4 separate regions of the Mus musculus genome follow, and all the other regions are linked to region 2. Evidence: chromatin contacts called from public ChIA-PET, Hi-C and promoter capture Hi-C data. All regions are on one chromosome and are shown on one strand. Each heading gives the region's core, a stretch centred on a gene start, on an enhancer-like site or on the middle of the called end of the contact. The rest is flanking DNA. Distances are from core to core; before and after follow the strand shown. Region 1 has its middle 18 kb from the start of Gm36365. Region 2 holds the start of Map2k1 (mitogen-activated protein kinase kinase 1). Region 3 holds the start of Ints14 (integrator complex subunit 14). Region 4 overlaps Dennd4a (DENN/MADD domain containing 4A).

What was found. Hi-C and Micro-C count contacts between places; a contact is called where the count stands out from the background. ChIA-PET counts read pairs in DNA pulled down with a chosen protein or histone mark. Capture Hi-C pulls out chosen DNA fragments and counts their contacts.
Region 1: a contact with region 2 is called in a Hi-C map of B cells, with 13 read pairs. The contact joins the enhancer-like site here to the promoter of Map2k1 in region 2. A contact is called at or near these places in 2 of 39 promoter capture datasets (the C10 cell line and hippocampal neurons), 1 of 484 Hi-C or Micro-C datasets (B cells) and 3 of 115 datasets of contacts at active chromatin or transcription factors (embryonic forebrain, large pre-B cells and memory CD8 T cells).
Region 3: a promoter capture Hi-C map of adipose tissue shows a contact between it and region 2, with 3 times the contacts expected there. The contact joins the promoter of Ints14 here to the promoter of Map2k1 in region 2. A contact is called at or near these places in 9 of 39 promoter capture datasets (the 3T3-L1 cell line, the C10 cell line, cranial neural crest and 5 more), 1 of 15 datasets of contacts at CTCF or cohesin (embryonic stem cells), 2 of 484 Hi-C or Micro-C datasets (B cells and bone marrow-derived macrophages), 11 of 115 datasets of contacts at active chromatin or transcription factors (astrocytes, cardiomyocytes, embryonic basal ganglia and 8 more) and 2 of 9 other capture datasets (adipose tissue and liver).
Region 4: an RNA polymerase II ChIA-PET map of effector CD8 T cells shows a contact between it and region 2, with 10 read pairs. The contact joins the enhancer-like site here to the promoter of Map2k1 in region 2. A contact is called at or near these places in 5 of 39 promoter capture datasets (hematopoietic stem and progenitor cells, hippocampal neurons, liver and 1 more) and 6 of 115 datasets of contacts at active chromatin or transcription factors (the 230-238 cell line, astrocytes, effector CD8 T cells and 3 more).

What each region holds. Positions count from the first base shown.
Region 1 is chr9:64,787,643-64,791,039 of GRCm38.p6, forward strand. No RefSeq gene overlaps it. Among named protein-coding and RNA genes, the nearest start is that of Gm36365, 18 kb to the left of the region's middle. Within about 2 kb of position 1,824, at least 140 of the 459 cell types and tissues checked have an H3K27ac peak or open chromatin away from gene starts, as enhancers often do. A contact at or near this core is called in B cells and memory CD8 T cells, where this site is marked.
Region 2 is chr9:64,251,498-64,255,210 of GRCm38.p6, forward strand. It overlaps Map2k1 (mitogen-activated protein kinase kinase 1), which reads right to left and starts at 2,108. Exons shown (of 11, transcript NM_008927.4): 1 at 1,716-2,108. The coding sequence starts at 1,795.
Region 3 is chr9:64,959,105-64,962,437 of GRCm38.p6, forward strand. Ints14 (integrator complex subunit 14) reads left to right here and starts at 1,728. Exons shown (of 13, transcript NM_001077631.2): 1 at 1,728-1,834; 2 at 2,590-2,894.
Region 4 is chr9:64,912,504-64,916,199 of GRCm38.p6, forward strand. It overlaps Dennd4a (DENN/MADD domain containing 4A), which reads left to right. Exons shown (of 35, transcript NM_001162917.1): 33 at 1-13; 34 at 173-237. Among named protein-coding and RNA genes, the nearest start is that of Gm39361, 19 kb to the right of the region's middle. Within about 2 kb of position 1,583, at least 40 of the 459 cell types and tissues checked have an H3K27ac peak or open chromatin away from gene starts, as enhancers often do. A contact at or near this core is called in effector CD8 T cells, hematopoietic stem and progenitor cells, liver and 1 more, where this site is marked.

The DNA of each region.
Region 1 (3,397 bases), core at 574-3,073, 540 kb after region 2:
CCTGGTTGTGGATCAGCACCTTCCAAGGCTAACTCCATTTGACATCTAAAACCACAAATTAGTTTTGCTTGGTTTTGAACTCCATTCTAGCAGCATCAGGCAGCATGTAATATTCTTCATCTGTCTTCTTCTACTCAATGTTGTGCTTGGGGGGTGGTTAACTGTACTTTTAAAAAGCCAGCTCACCTTCTGATTCATGTCCTCAGGGAGTCTCTCAAAATCAGGTTCAAAATACACCAGCTGTACATGGGATGTGTGGTCTTTTATAAAAGCAGTTTAAGAAAAGAACTTTTTCCTCATCACTAGACTCAAATAACATGTGTGCTCCTGGCCAGCTCCTTCTGCTCTCGCACCACCAGTTTTTCTCCTCATCTCTGCTTCTAAATGGGCTCTGATCTCTCCAGGTATTCTTTTTTCCCTCTCTCTCTGTTAGTGGCTAAATAGCCTGAGTAGTTTCCCCCCACTTATTATATCCAGCATTCCTCACCAGAGCTCTACAATCATCCATATAAAAGCTGGAAATGGCCCCAAGCTATCATCCAAGAAGCCTTCTGTCATGAGCAAGAAAAGCATTCCTATGCCCTATTTTCAGATTCAGCAGACGTTTGCCGAGCGCAAATAAGCGTTCACGTGTTTTGCCAGGTATTATGGAAGATGACAGAAATAAAACAGACCCTTGCGGCTTCTATGTTCCTGTACTTCCAGTCCAGCAAAGAAGCCAGGTTGCACAGATAGCTACATGAGAGAGCATGCCATAGCATGCAAACTGGAGGGGCCTGAGGAAAGCAGGTTGATGGAGTGGGAAGGGGCGCACACATGAGAGGATAGAGGGCGAGCAGAATCAGTATGCATTATATACATGATGAAATTATCAAGGAATACATTTAATTTAAAAAAAGAATTAAGGGGGCTGGAGAGATGACTCAACAATTAAGAGTTTGCTGCTTTTCCAGAGGGCTTGAGTTTAGAGCCCTGCATCTGTGTCGGGAAGCTTACACCTGCTTATAGCTTCAGCTACAGGGGACTCAATGTCTTCTTCTGGCTTCCGCAGACATCCAAAGATGTATAAGCGCTCGCCCGCCCACCCACCCACACAAACAAATACATAAATAAAATAAATGTGTGAATTTTTCTTTAATGTGGCAGGAGAGATGGCTCAGAGGTTAAGAGCAATGGCTGCTCTTGTGGAGAACTTGGATTCTGAATTCCCAGCAACCATGAGCCTGCTCATCAATTCCTGAATGTTCAGTTCCAGGGGACCCAATGCCTTCTCCTGCCCTCTTCAAGCTGCTCCATGCACTCATTACACAAGAATTCACACAAGTGGATGTGCACACACACACACACACACACACACACACACACACACGAAAATAAGCAATTTCTAATTGGCTAACCACTGAACATTCTCTCCGAGTCCCTAGGATTTTTTTTTTAAATTTAATCTTCTTGATTGTTGCTAGTGGGAGGTACAGTATGAATTTCCAGCCTGCCATATGCCAGGAACAGAACTCTCAAAACTCAACTTGACATATATGACAATATATAGAAATGTAAGTTTATAAATAAATACATGTAAATTATAAATCTGATGTCCTATCCTGTTTGAATGATAATTACATTTTTCTTTCTGCTACCAAAGCTTTAAATGGGACAAAAGTGATTGAATTAGAGAGAGCCCATGGTACCAAAACTGAACTAGCTCCTGATGAAAGACATTAACGTGCTAAAATGCCAATAGGTTCACGTGGTTATACCAAAGCAACCCAAAGACCGACTAGTGACCACAGTGTTTAAAATATTTCTCAGAAGATGACTACATGGAAACAGAATAACACGTCAGTCGGATGGAAAGAGCTACGTTTCCATAGTTACGTTAAAACATAACAAGCACGAAGGGGAAACGTCTTTTGGTGGTTGATAAGCAAAAGGGAAGTGAGTCTTGTGCTAAAGTGTTACCAAGTTGTTTTTTTTTTTTTAAGAAAATTTCATTGCATTTATGTATTTTTGTGCGTTTATGATGGGTTTCACAGCGTGTATGTGTGTGGGATGTGGGGTGGGGAGACAGGGACGGCACTCAGAGGATAGCTTTTCAGGAGTCCGTTATTTCCTTCCTTTATGTGGGTTTCAGGATGCAGCTCAGGTTCTCAGGCTAGGCAGTGAGTATCTTTACTCACTGAGCTATCTCACTGGCCAAAGGTGTGTTTGTTTGTTTGTTTGTTTGATTTCTTTATTTTTTATTGGTTATTTTATTTATCTACTTTTCAAACGTTAGCCCCTTTCCGGGTTTCCACTCTGAAAGTCCCCCATCCCACCCCAGCCCCCGCCTCCTCGAGGGTGCTCTCCCCCGCCCCCAACATTCCCCCCACCCACTCCCTCCTGCCCCACTACCCTAGCATTTCCCTACACTAGGGCATCAAGCCTTCAGGACCAAGGCCCTCCCCTCCCATCGATGCCCGACAAGGCCAAACATCAGATCAAGAGGGAACGTTTAAGATCTCCCGTCATCCTGCCATCCTTGCTCAAATCTAAGAGCATTTGTGGACAAACCACACATATAGTGACCGCTAAGACTTGATGTTTCTGTCATGTAAAAAAACAGTGCAGACACCTGTTATTTGTGGTTTAATTCTGTTATTTGTAGCTTTTATATGGAAACAAATTCAGTGAAATTCAAGCAAGGGAAGGAGAGTTACTCTTAGCCCCATATTATATTATACCTGTTCCTAACTTGAAAAAAAATTATAATCATATCAAATTAGGCCTGCAGACCTGTCCAATCATGTTTTCAGGCATTAGGTATCCAGGAAGTGTTTGTTAAAGCAATTGCTTAATGGACAATATACAGTCTATTATTTTAAAGAAAGTATAGTGGTGATAAGAATATTGCCTTGAGGAGAGATGGCTCAGCGGGTAAGGGCACTGACTGCTCTTCCAAAGGTCCTGAGTTCAAATCCCAGCAACCACATGGTGGCTCACAAACATCCGTAATGAGATCTGACTCCCTCTTCTGGGGTGTCTGAAGACAACTACAGTGTACTTACATATAATAAGTAAATAAATCTTTGAAAAAAAAAAAGAATATTGCCTTGAGTAGTGTGGGGAAAACATGAACTAAGGAGGCCGGCTGGAGCTCGGTGCCTATTCTCGGACTCTCTCCTGCTGTGGACTTGGGTAATCTGTAACTACTCTGGAACCCAGTTTCCTCATCACTTGCTCTATTTTTGGGTCAAACTGCACGGACGCTGCCTGTGCATGCTGCATGATTTCCCAACTCACTCTCCTTGTCTTTATAGTTACTTCTCTAACATGATCTTCCAGCCTGGCTGGTAGCTCATCTAGTAAGTGCTTGTCTAGCTAGCATAAAGCCCTGGCCATGTCTCAAACGAAAAGGACG
Region 2 (3,713 bases), core at 858-3,357:
CATGCAGACAAACATACACATGTATCATTAAAAATAATATAATTTACACCCAACCATTGGACTGAAGTCGGGAACCCTTATGGTTGAATTAGGCAAAAAATTAAAGAAGCTGAAGGGGAGAGCAACCCCATAGGAAGACCTGCAGTCTCAACTAACCCAGACCCCAGGGAGCACCCGAACACCGAGCCACCAACCAGGAGCATACACCGGCTGGTCCGAGGTCCCTGGCACATATATAACAGAGAACTGCCTGGTCTGGTCTCAGGAGGAGAGAATGAGCTTAATCCTGGAAAGAGACTTAAGGTTCCAGGGAAGGGGGGGCACTCTCAGAGGCGAGGAGGAGGAATGTGATGAGGAACTGTGGGAGGGGAGACTGAAGGGGGCAACAACTGGAATGTAAATAAATAAAATAATAAAAAAATTTAAAAATAATATGATTAAAAAAAAAAAAAAAGCTTGTGCTAATTCTATGCCAGTCTGGGTTACACATATAGACCCTACCCATCCCACTCCATTGTCTCACAAAAATATTTGTCCTGAAAAGAGTTGCTGAAGAATACCTTACCTTGAAAGAGGGGAGGGGGACTTGCAGTCTGTTTTACAGGGGGTAAACTGCTGTACATACACACTGAACAAATGCTAATTATGCTGCTCAAAGACATATGTTACAAATCCAACGTCAAGGGCAATGTCAAGGACCTAAAGAAAAGATGTGTTTGAAGCAAGTCTTAATAATCTGGCTATGCTCACACAAATCCACCACTACCAGCCCTGCCATTGATACTACTGCAGGTATCAATGACAGTAACCATACCAACAGGTCCTGAGTTATTAAAATCTAGGGAAAGGAGGGAGGGGGGTTACAATAATCTCCAAAGGACAGAATGCCTGAAGCTACTTTCATTTTATCAGATACCTCTCAAGTCTCCTGACCTCAGGGAAAGATGAAGAAGAAACCCAACAGGTGGGCTCAGAAACCCACCTTATGAAATAAACTCTTATCTGTCTGTAAGCAACACTGGCCCCTGCAGATACCGAGCAACCTTTGGCTTTGTTTCCCTGGTCATCGTTCTTATGCCTCAAGTCAATTTCCGGCTCCCGGTCAACTAAGCAAAGCTGGGAGAATAACCGGTGAGGGGATGAACTGTTGCATGAACGGACAGATGAAGAGAGACTCCTCCCTCGAGCAAGGTACTTCTCAAGAAAAAGGCCACGGATGAGGGAGTCCCCAAAGTGAACCAGGGAAAAGCCATGGGGAAATCTGTGAACACACGCCCCCGCTGGCCAGGCGATCAACCGGCCACAAGGCCCCACAGGTGTCAGGCACCAAAAGTAAATGGGGCTCACCCATCCCAAGTCCACACTCAGACCCCGAGGAGGTCTCAAAGGTTAATGAGAAGCGACCTGAATTTGCTCTGCGTCTTGTTACAGGCCAGAATCCCAGAGTATGCCCTTTAGGCAATAGCTAGGGGGGGACGCATTAGGTTTCGTTTTCTTGGGCGAAGATTGATGTCGGTGGCCAGGGACGACAGACACTGTTGGGAAAGAGGGGGATCGGGACTTGTAGGGTGCACGGTCGATGTGAGTCAGGCACCCAATCAGTGCTTAGTCACTGATAGCCCGGCGGCCGGAGTTCCTCGCCCCCCGCCAGCCGGGCCGTACGTGACGAAGCCTCGCCTGGCGGTGGCGGCCTCCCGGCCACTCCCGGTACTCACTCGGCCGAGCTGGTCCCGTTAACCGCCGAGCCATCGGGGGCCGGGTTCAGCTGGATGGGCGTCGGCTTCTTCTTGGGCATCTTGCAGCCGGGAAAGAGCCTGCAACTCAGCAGGGAGCGCGCGGCCGCTTCTCGCTTCCTCCCTCGGCTCTGCCCAGAGTCGGGGCGGCTCGATCAACGCCGCGCTCCTGGGACCCTCCGCCCAACCCACGCGGAGAACCAGCTGCGCGCGCTCGCCGGCCGGGAACTCTCGCCTCAGCACACCGGTTCCTCGGGCTCGGACGGCTCCCTGCGCACTACCCACAGCTCAGCTACAGCCCCAGCTTGGAGAAAGTGCGGCCACCGCTGCTCCGGCGCTCCGAGACGCCGCGCACAGACGTCCCAGTGAGGGACTGGAGGGTGAGGGAGGGGCGGGGAAACGAGCAGGCCCCGCCCCCACGGGGGCTGCAGCGCTTCCCTCACGCCCGCCTGACTCCGCCCCCGTCGCTTCGCCGACAGCCAATGGGGACTAGCCTCAGAGGCAGATGACGCGGAAATACGTCACGGGAGGCGCGGCGCATTGGCTTGGGGCGGAGTTAAAGGGAGGCTTTCCGGGCGCCCTCTGCTGACCAGCGGTATCCAGGTGGCTGCTGTACGAGGTTCTTGCACGCAGGTCATCTTGCCTTTGAGTGGGGCTGCTTGGCCTATTTATCTCAACTCTTCTCCTCCCTTGGGCTGGGTCATTTTGACCCAGACAAAAGTACAAAATAAATAAGAAAAGGACCCCTTTTCGTGTCCTGAGGCCAAGCGGAATTGAGTAAGAGCAAACTAAATTGAACAAAAGCCAGGAGTGCACATTTTTAATTCCAGTACAAGAGGCAGAGGCAGGCTGATGTGTACGCATTCGAAGCCAGCTTGGTCTACACAGCCAGGGATACATTGTGAGACCCAGTCTCAAAATAAAAGAAAACTTGTCAAGAGACTCCTTAAACTAAACTGACATGATTTTTCTATTTTAATTCTACTAAAATGGAGGTACACAGCTGAGAACTCCGTGCTGCAGAGGTGGTAAATTAGTGAAGCCTATTTTGAGAGCAGATTGAAGTCTAATTAATGGGGTCAGCCGACCTAAATGTATCCAATCTCATATCCTCTTTTTCGTTTTCTAAGCCTTTTGGCAAAGTCAAGTTTGGAGTAGCCTGGACAGCTAGCGCAGAAGTTGAGGGTGTTTCTTGCTTTAACAGGACTCTAGTTGGGTTCCCTGCATTCGTGTTTGGGCAGCTCACAACCACCTGTAACTTCCAGCTGTAGTGGATACCATGCCTCTGGCCTCTGAGGGTACATGTACTCTTGTGTACATACCCAAACACACACAAACATCATTAAAAATAAAGTCAGGCACACACTTTTAATCCCAGCACTCGGTAGGCAGAAACAGGTGGAAATCCCTAGTTGGAGACTAACCTGGTCTACAGAGTGAGTTCCAAGACAGCCAGGACTACACAGAGAAACCCTGTCGTGAAAAACTAAAATGGCTGATGAGATGGCTCAGTGGGTAAGAGCACCCGACTGCTCTTCCAAAGGTCCTGAGTTCAAATCCCAGCAACCACATGGTGGCTCATAACCATCTGTAACGAGATCTGACTCCCTCTTCTGGAGTATCTGAAGACAGCTACAGTGTACTTACATATAATAAATGAATAATCTTAAAAAAAAGAAAAATTAAAATGATGATAATAATAAATCAGATAAATCTTTTTTTTTTAATCACCAGGACATAAATAGGTATTGAGGGGCATGCACTGACCAAACGGAGGCAGGAGGATCAGAAGGCTACCTAGCAAGTTCCTCCTCTACCTAGCAAGTTTCAGACCTAACCTGGGCCACATGAGACACTGTCTATCTTGCCCACCCCTTAAAGACTCTAGGTTTAGTCTACCAACTTCCCATTTAGTCTATCAGCATCAAGATAAACAAATATTGTTTTATCCTGTCTTTCTGTGATGGTTGTTGGAGCATA
Region 3 (3,333 bases), core at 478-2,977, 710 kb after region 2:
TGTTATTTATTGGTTTCCTTTAAAGTACGTGTGGGAACATGTGGACACGGGATCCTTTGGATGGGAAAGTTAAGGCTTGAAAGCCATCTCCTTTGAATTACTCTGTCTCTTGTCATTGATGTTCTGACTTTATCGTCATTGAACAAACTTCTGATTTGGAGCCAATCATGAGGTCCCCTCTCGATGGTTCTGTCTTTTATCATCAGTTTTAACAAAATGACTTGCTGGGCGTGGTGGCACACGCCTTTAATCCCAGCACTCGGGAGGGAGAGGCAGGCAAATTTCTGAGTTCGAGGCCAGCCTGGTCTACAAAGTGAGTTCCAGGACAGCCAGGACTACACAGAGAAATCCTGTCTCAAAAAACCAAACCAAAAAAGAAAAAAAAAAAAAAAAAGACTTATTCCTTTCTACGTCACCGAAAAGCCAGCTGTTCAGCAGAACGAGGACGACGACAACAAATCTGAACACCTATCAGATCATTAAAAATGAGCAAACTAATTAACTTAAGTTTAGTCTTTAAGGTCATAAACCAGACCATGTATCTAAGCTGGCCTAGAACAGCAATCCATGGCTGAATCATCACCACAATAGAGCAACTAGACAGATAACTCCTCTGTCTGCATAGTCTTGGCCAGATCTCTCCCATTACGGCTAAGTAATCAGGCTATATATTCTTACTTACCTAGAGCCCCATAACTGTTCAAACATAGCAAGGTCTTTTGAAATATTGAAACTAGCCTGGTTGGAGAAAGATGTCCTGCAGCAAACAAAAGCTAAGTCTACAGGCCATGCGGCCTTGATATTGGTTCCCCAGAGTCTAGTGTTGGCTTTCTCTGCCACCTCTAATAGAAAGAGGAAACATTAAAGAACAACAAACACTTTCCCACGGAGCAAGTTGTGGTAAGTCAGTTCTAAGAGTTTCCCTTCCTTATCCCGCTTGCAACCCATAAGCTTAAAGAAAGCCATATGCCTAAGACTTTACAGGGAGCTCTGTGTTCTCACTTGTAATTGCTGTTGTGAAGTATTGGTCTTTGAACCATAACTACCCAGCGTTCTGTTAGCATCCGTTGAGGCCTACTACTAACTGACATTCTCCAGGCCCCTACAGCCCACAGGGTTAGCAAGTCACCTTTTGCCCACCTCACCCTCTCATCCCCGCCCAGGAACTCCCTGAGGCATATGCTATGCTAGGGACACCTGGTGGAGAGAAGCAGGCAGGGACCCTCAAAGCCTTACATGGAATCCTAAAAGCAAAACCTTCAGCACATCTCAGGCACAAAAGCAATAACTGAGTCACGCTTCTGCCGGTCTCAAAGTCAGGGTAGGGAAATAACGTGGTACTAAGATCTCAATGCAACTTAGACTCAGGGCAGCCAGGTGCTTACAGTCTGAGCACTCAGCCGGGGATTACAGTTTTTTAAGAGTAGGAAGAGCATCCTACTGTTCTGTCGGTGTGACTGAGAATTCTGAAGAAGAAAAGCAATGACAGAAATGTTAGACACTGGCCAGGGGTCTACAGGTTAATAAAAAGGCAAAGCAGAGATAAATGGAGGGAGGCACCCAGAATGGGGTAAGACAAAGGGGGAAGGGCCAGAAACCCCCCGCAGGGCTCAGCCTGGGAGGAAATTGGGGCTCCGTGGGCAAGAGACAGAGGAGGAGCACCCCCTAGCGTCCCGGGAGAGCCACAACCCAGCGCCCGTGGGCTGGAAGCCCCGCCCAGCCCACGCTATTCGCTGCCTCCGGGTTCCCTTATGTCGCACGGCCCTTAAGTTCCGGCTATGGCGCGCGGACGGAAGGTTTAAGCGGACGGACAGAGGCTGGAGATGGGCTCCGGGTAAGTCAGGGAATGTGCCTGTTGAGGGCTGTGTTTCGATGGCGGTTGGGGTTACAGGGGAAGGAGTGGAAGGAACAACACAGGGCGGGCGGCGGACCTTCTCTGAGGCCCGCGTAGGGTGGCGGTCTCAGGGGCGCTGGCTCCAGGGCCTGCGACAGGCCTGCCCTCTGTGTGGCCCGGGTCTTGTAAGCAGCAGGATTCCGCGCTTGGGGCCGTGTTTCTTCCTCCCCTGAGAGTCTTCCGTCCCTGGACCCTGAGACTTCCGTCCCCTCTTTCCCCGAGAGTTCCATACAACAAATGTTTTGGGCTCGTTTTAAAGGTAAAGGTCTATTCTTCAGTTGCAGTCTTAAGTGAACTCTGCTGCACTTCAGGCTACCCATTCAGATATTAATCATCTGAGAATTTAGAGGAATTCGTAGGGCAAGCCAGAGCGACAGAAAAGCCGACGTGTATGCACTTAGAAACTGAAGTGGAGCTTTGAGAGATTCCTGAGCGTCAAATTGCTATGAATGGGCTAATGATCCCCTTCAGAGTAGAACTATAAATGTAATTGATGGCTTTTAGAGCAGTCATGTGGCGAGGATGTATCATCAGGAGTAGACTGTCCAGGAGAAAGAAAACCCTTGGTTATCTGAAACATTGTAAAATGGTACCAATTGGAAAGGCTGAGGGCGGTGTGGGGAAATTTGATCAGAGTCAGCCCAAGTGAGAAATACATCGTGTTATCTACTAATGAGAGATCTTTTATTTTTCAGTTTTGTGGCTAAGCCCAGACTGCTTGAGTGAAACAGCCTTCAGGGACGTTCCATTCTTTCGTTTATCCCAGTGCTTACAACCCAAAAACAAAATTGGATTGCCACAAGTCGGCCACGGCTGAGGAAGTGCACTCGGGCCCTGACACAAATGCATCAGTCAGGAGAAAGAGCCAGCTTCTCAGGTGTCTTCAGAGAAGGCCAGACTGACAGCTGCGGTCACCCATTGCAGTGCTAGCAGCAATTTCATGGACTGGAAGTGCTTGTTGGTACTTGATCCAGAAAACTGTTTCTCAATCTCTTAAGAGGTGAGGGCGTGATCATCAGCTTTAAAAACCATAAAGGCTTCCGTGCATAAATGTGACCCACAAGAGCTGGATAAACTGCACCTGAGCAGAAGTGCAGGACTCCCTGGTGGCTCTGCTTAAATAAGAAAGTGTATTTTTGTGTACAGAGTTAAAATTTACAATGTATTTTCCTAATGAATTAATGTATGTTGTATTAGGGGTAGTTCATTGGTTATGTTGAGATTTTGATGAGCACCTGCTGTGTGCCAGATGTAAACCTGAGTAGACATTAGGAAGCAAAGTCTTTTTAAAATTTTATTATTTTTTTATTTTTTTTTTGGTTTTTCGGGACAGGGTTTCTCTGTGTAGCCCTGACTGTCCTGGAACTCACCCTGTAGACCAGGCTGGCCTCGATCTCAGAAATCCGCCTGCCTCTGCCTCCCGAGTGCTGGGATTAAAA
Region 4 (3,696 bases), core at 333-2,832, 660 kb after region 2:
TTAAAAGACAGCGGTGAGTCTGCCCCTCAGATGATGGGTTATAGCCCATGAGAAGCATCCTGTGGGCTTTATGGTTTTTAGACTACTCTACGCTTATGTAACATAAAGGCTTTGTAGAGAACATAAAAGCTCTAAGGATTCTAATTTTTTCTCCATGTCTTTTTGCCCACAGGAGTTTATATAGAGAAATATTATTTCTCTCACTTGTGGCACTGGGAAGAGAAAACATTGATATAGGTAACTCAATGTCATAAATAACATAGTTTACTGTACTAACTATAAAAACTGTACAAAACACACTATACAGCATATTGTAGATTTTAAAGGGTTTTCAGTGGTGGTCTTAATTATTATATCTTTGCATTAACTTATTAGAAAAATTAATCTTTTTTAGCAACTCTTTAAGATGTATTATTTTTTAAATGATGTGTATGTGTTTATCTGTATGTAGATTTGTACACGTGAGCGCAAGTGCATGGCAGCAGAGTCATGCTAATGTGTAGTGGGCCCGTGTGCATGCTAGTGTGTAGTGGATCTGTGTGCATGCTAGTGTGTAGTGGGCATGTGTGCTATAACTGGTTGCTCAATCAGACCATGCGTCGAGTATGCCGTGAGATTGTTGTTGCAGTTGTTGTTTGTTTGTTTGTTTGTTTTTTGAAACAGTTTCTCTGCAGCCTTGGCTGTCTTAGAACTAAGTAGACCAGTCTGGCCTTAAACTCAGAGATCTGCCTGCCTCAGGCTCCCAGGTGCTGAGATTAAAGGTTTATACCACCACTCCCTGACAGTTGAGTGTAGTATTTTAAATTAACACTTTAAGAACAGACTTATTTAGTTAGAAGAAAGTAATGGACTCATACAGAAGATGGCAATGGGCAAGTTGTTTTAAGGCCTCAGACTTAAAAGCTTCTGCTATTAGGGCTGGTTAGAGATCCCAGTGATTAAAGGCATGTGGGCACCATGCCTGATGACCTAAGTTTGAGCCCTAGAAATCAATGGTAGAAGGAGAGAACCAAGGCCTGCAAGTTGTTCTGTGACCTAAGCATAAGAGCTGGCATGGTGCCCAGTGGGTAAAAGCACTCGCCATGCCACGCATGATGGCCTGACTTCTATCCCTGGGGCCCATGGTGAAAGAGAGAACTGACTCCCAAAAGATACCTTCTGCCTCTACATGTGCACATCATAACACACACACACATACATACACCCAACAACAACAGCAACAATAATCAGCCTTTAAAAGTCTGTGCTAAGTAAATACAGCTGGTGAGATGGCTCAGCAGTGACGAGCACTGCTGTCGTCCCAGAGGACCAGTGTTCAGTTCCCATCACCCATGTCAAGCAACACACAACCACATGTAACTCTAGCTCCAGGGGGTCAGTGCCCTCTTCTGACCCCCATGCTCTCCCACACACATGCACACAGATACAATCATACCATACAGTCACACCACACATACTCAAAAATAAAAATAAAATAAATCTTTATGTGAGCCATCGCACATGGGTTCTGGAATCTGAATGAGCAGCAGGCATATTTAATAACTGAACTGTCTTTCTAGCCTCTCACCCTTCAAAATACAATCAATACCTTCAAAAGACAAAGCTACAATCAGGGAACACTGGACTATGGACCTTGCTAGTCACCGAGTTGAAATAAAGTTGAGAAACTTTGGATGAGTTCCAATAGAAATATAAACATTGAAAATCAAGAGCCAAGTGATGGAGAAGGCTAGAGGAAACACCTGGGCTGAGTCCATAGTTTTGTTTGTAAACAAATATTTTATGTCCTGACCTACCCTTACAATTAAAAATAAGTGTTTCATATTATAAGCAGAAAACTTGGAGCAGAATGCTGTGAATATTTGCTTTTTTTTTTTTTTTTTTTTTTTTTGGTTTTTCGAGACAGGGTTTCTCTGTGTAGCCCTGGCTGTCCTGGAACTCACTTTGTAGACCAGGCTGGCCTCAAACTCAGAAATCTGCCTGCTTCTGGAATATTTGCTTTTTATTTTAATAATTTGAAACACTGGAAACTTAAAACTAAGAAATTTGACAAATTTTTTTAATATTTAATTTAAAAAATGATTGTACAGAGATGTACATCTACACAGATGCCCAGGGTTACTGCATGCACTCAGGCTTCTGCACAAAACATTTGTGACAGTCCCAGAAACCAAAATGGGGGAAAGTCCAAGTAGAGATGGAGAAGTAGATGTGCTAACACATGGGAGGCTGAGGCCAGAGGGTCACACGTTTAATCATGACCAGCCTAGATTGGATCTGAATCTGAAAGTGAAAACTGCCAAAAGAAAACAATGAAAATACAGTGAGTGCTTCAACACGCAGCACATACGGTCTTGGGTATACTTAGCAAAAGGAACCACACAGGAAGTCACATGTGTATGCTTGAAAGTGTGTGAAGTATCCAGATAGAAAATAGATCTGCGATTTCTAGTGCCTAGGATAAGGGAAAGAATGGAAAATTGCTGCCAACTGCTTTTGAAGGGTTTTCATATGATGAAATACTCTGGAATTAGAGAGTGGGGATGCCTGTTCAATCTTGTGAATATATAAAAAGCAAAACAAAGAAAAACAGCCACGCTCAGTTTGACTGAGTTACACACTGGTGAATTGTACATATGGAAAGTATATTTCAAATTTACATAACTTTTCTGACCAAAAAAGAAGAGTCATAAAATATTTAAGGAAGTATTCATTAGTTGGCTTTCCCCTGTAGAAGCCCATATTACTATGGAATGGACAGTGCAAACAAGAGCTAGAAAAGTTGGAAGGACTGAATAGAGTCTAGAAAGAGACATGGACATCTGTGGGGAAAGAAAGTACCTAGTAAAACCAGCTGGGAAAGGCAGAGTTTTACATGAGTTTCAGTCACTGAAGCCACGGGGAGGACACTAGAACCTGGGGAAATGAAGACTGTGTCCTTTGAGCAAGGCTTTTTAACTAATGAGACAGAAAGGGTACCGAGAAACAGCACTCAGCTTGCACTTACCATCCCTTTATGTTCTACCCAGTGGAACCCCAGAATATATGCAGACTTTACTCTTGCCCTCTGCCCAGGGGCATTCATTAAATGTCCAAAGAAGACTGTACTTGATTGTGTTGTTGGCTGTCACTCTACACGAGTCACCACTGGGCACCACTGTGGCACATTTCATAAGGCAATATGGATGTCTTCATCTACCCACCGCAGAATTATGAGACCTGAGTAAAGTCCAGGCATAACTCATAGCTCGTTTATATCTCCAGGGGTTGTTTAAAGTGAGCTGGACCTGTGGTACAGGCCTATAATCCCAGTCACCCAGGAGGCTCAGGCAGGAGGATTGCAAATTCAAGACCTGCCTTGTCTTCAAAGTCACTTCAAGTTAGTCTGGGAAATGAAGAATAAAACTGTAACAGAATGAAAAGTTTAAGAAGGGCTAGGGGTGTGGCTAAGTGTCACAGAATTTGCTTATCATGTACAAGGTCCTTAGGGTCAACCTCCAGTGCTGCCAAAACAATAGAGCAACGGTAATGGTTATAAAGCCACAGTCTTTTCATAGGAACGCTACCTGTTTCCTATGAGAAAGAAGGAGAAGTCGCTTCAGGATGATATCTGAAGATACATGGCTGTGCGTGATAACACATGCCTACAGTCCTAGTTCTCAGAAGGCTGAGATGCTATGAGTTACAAGCCAGCTT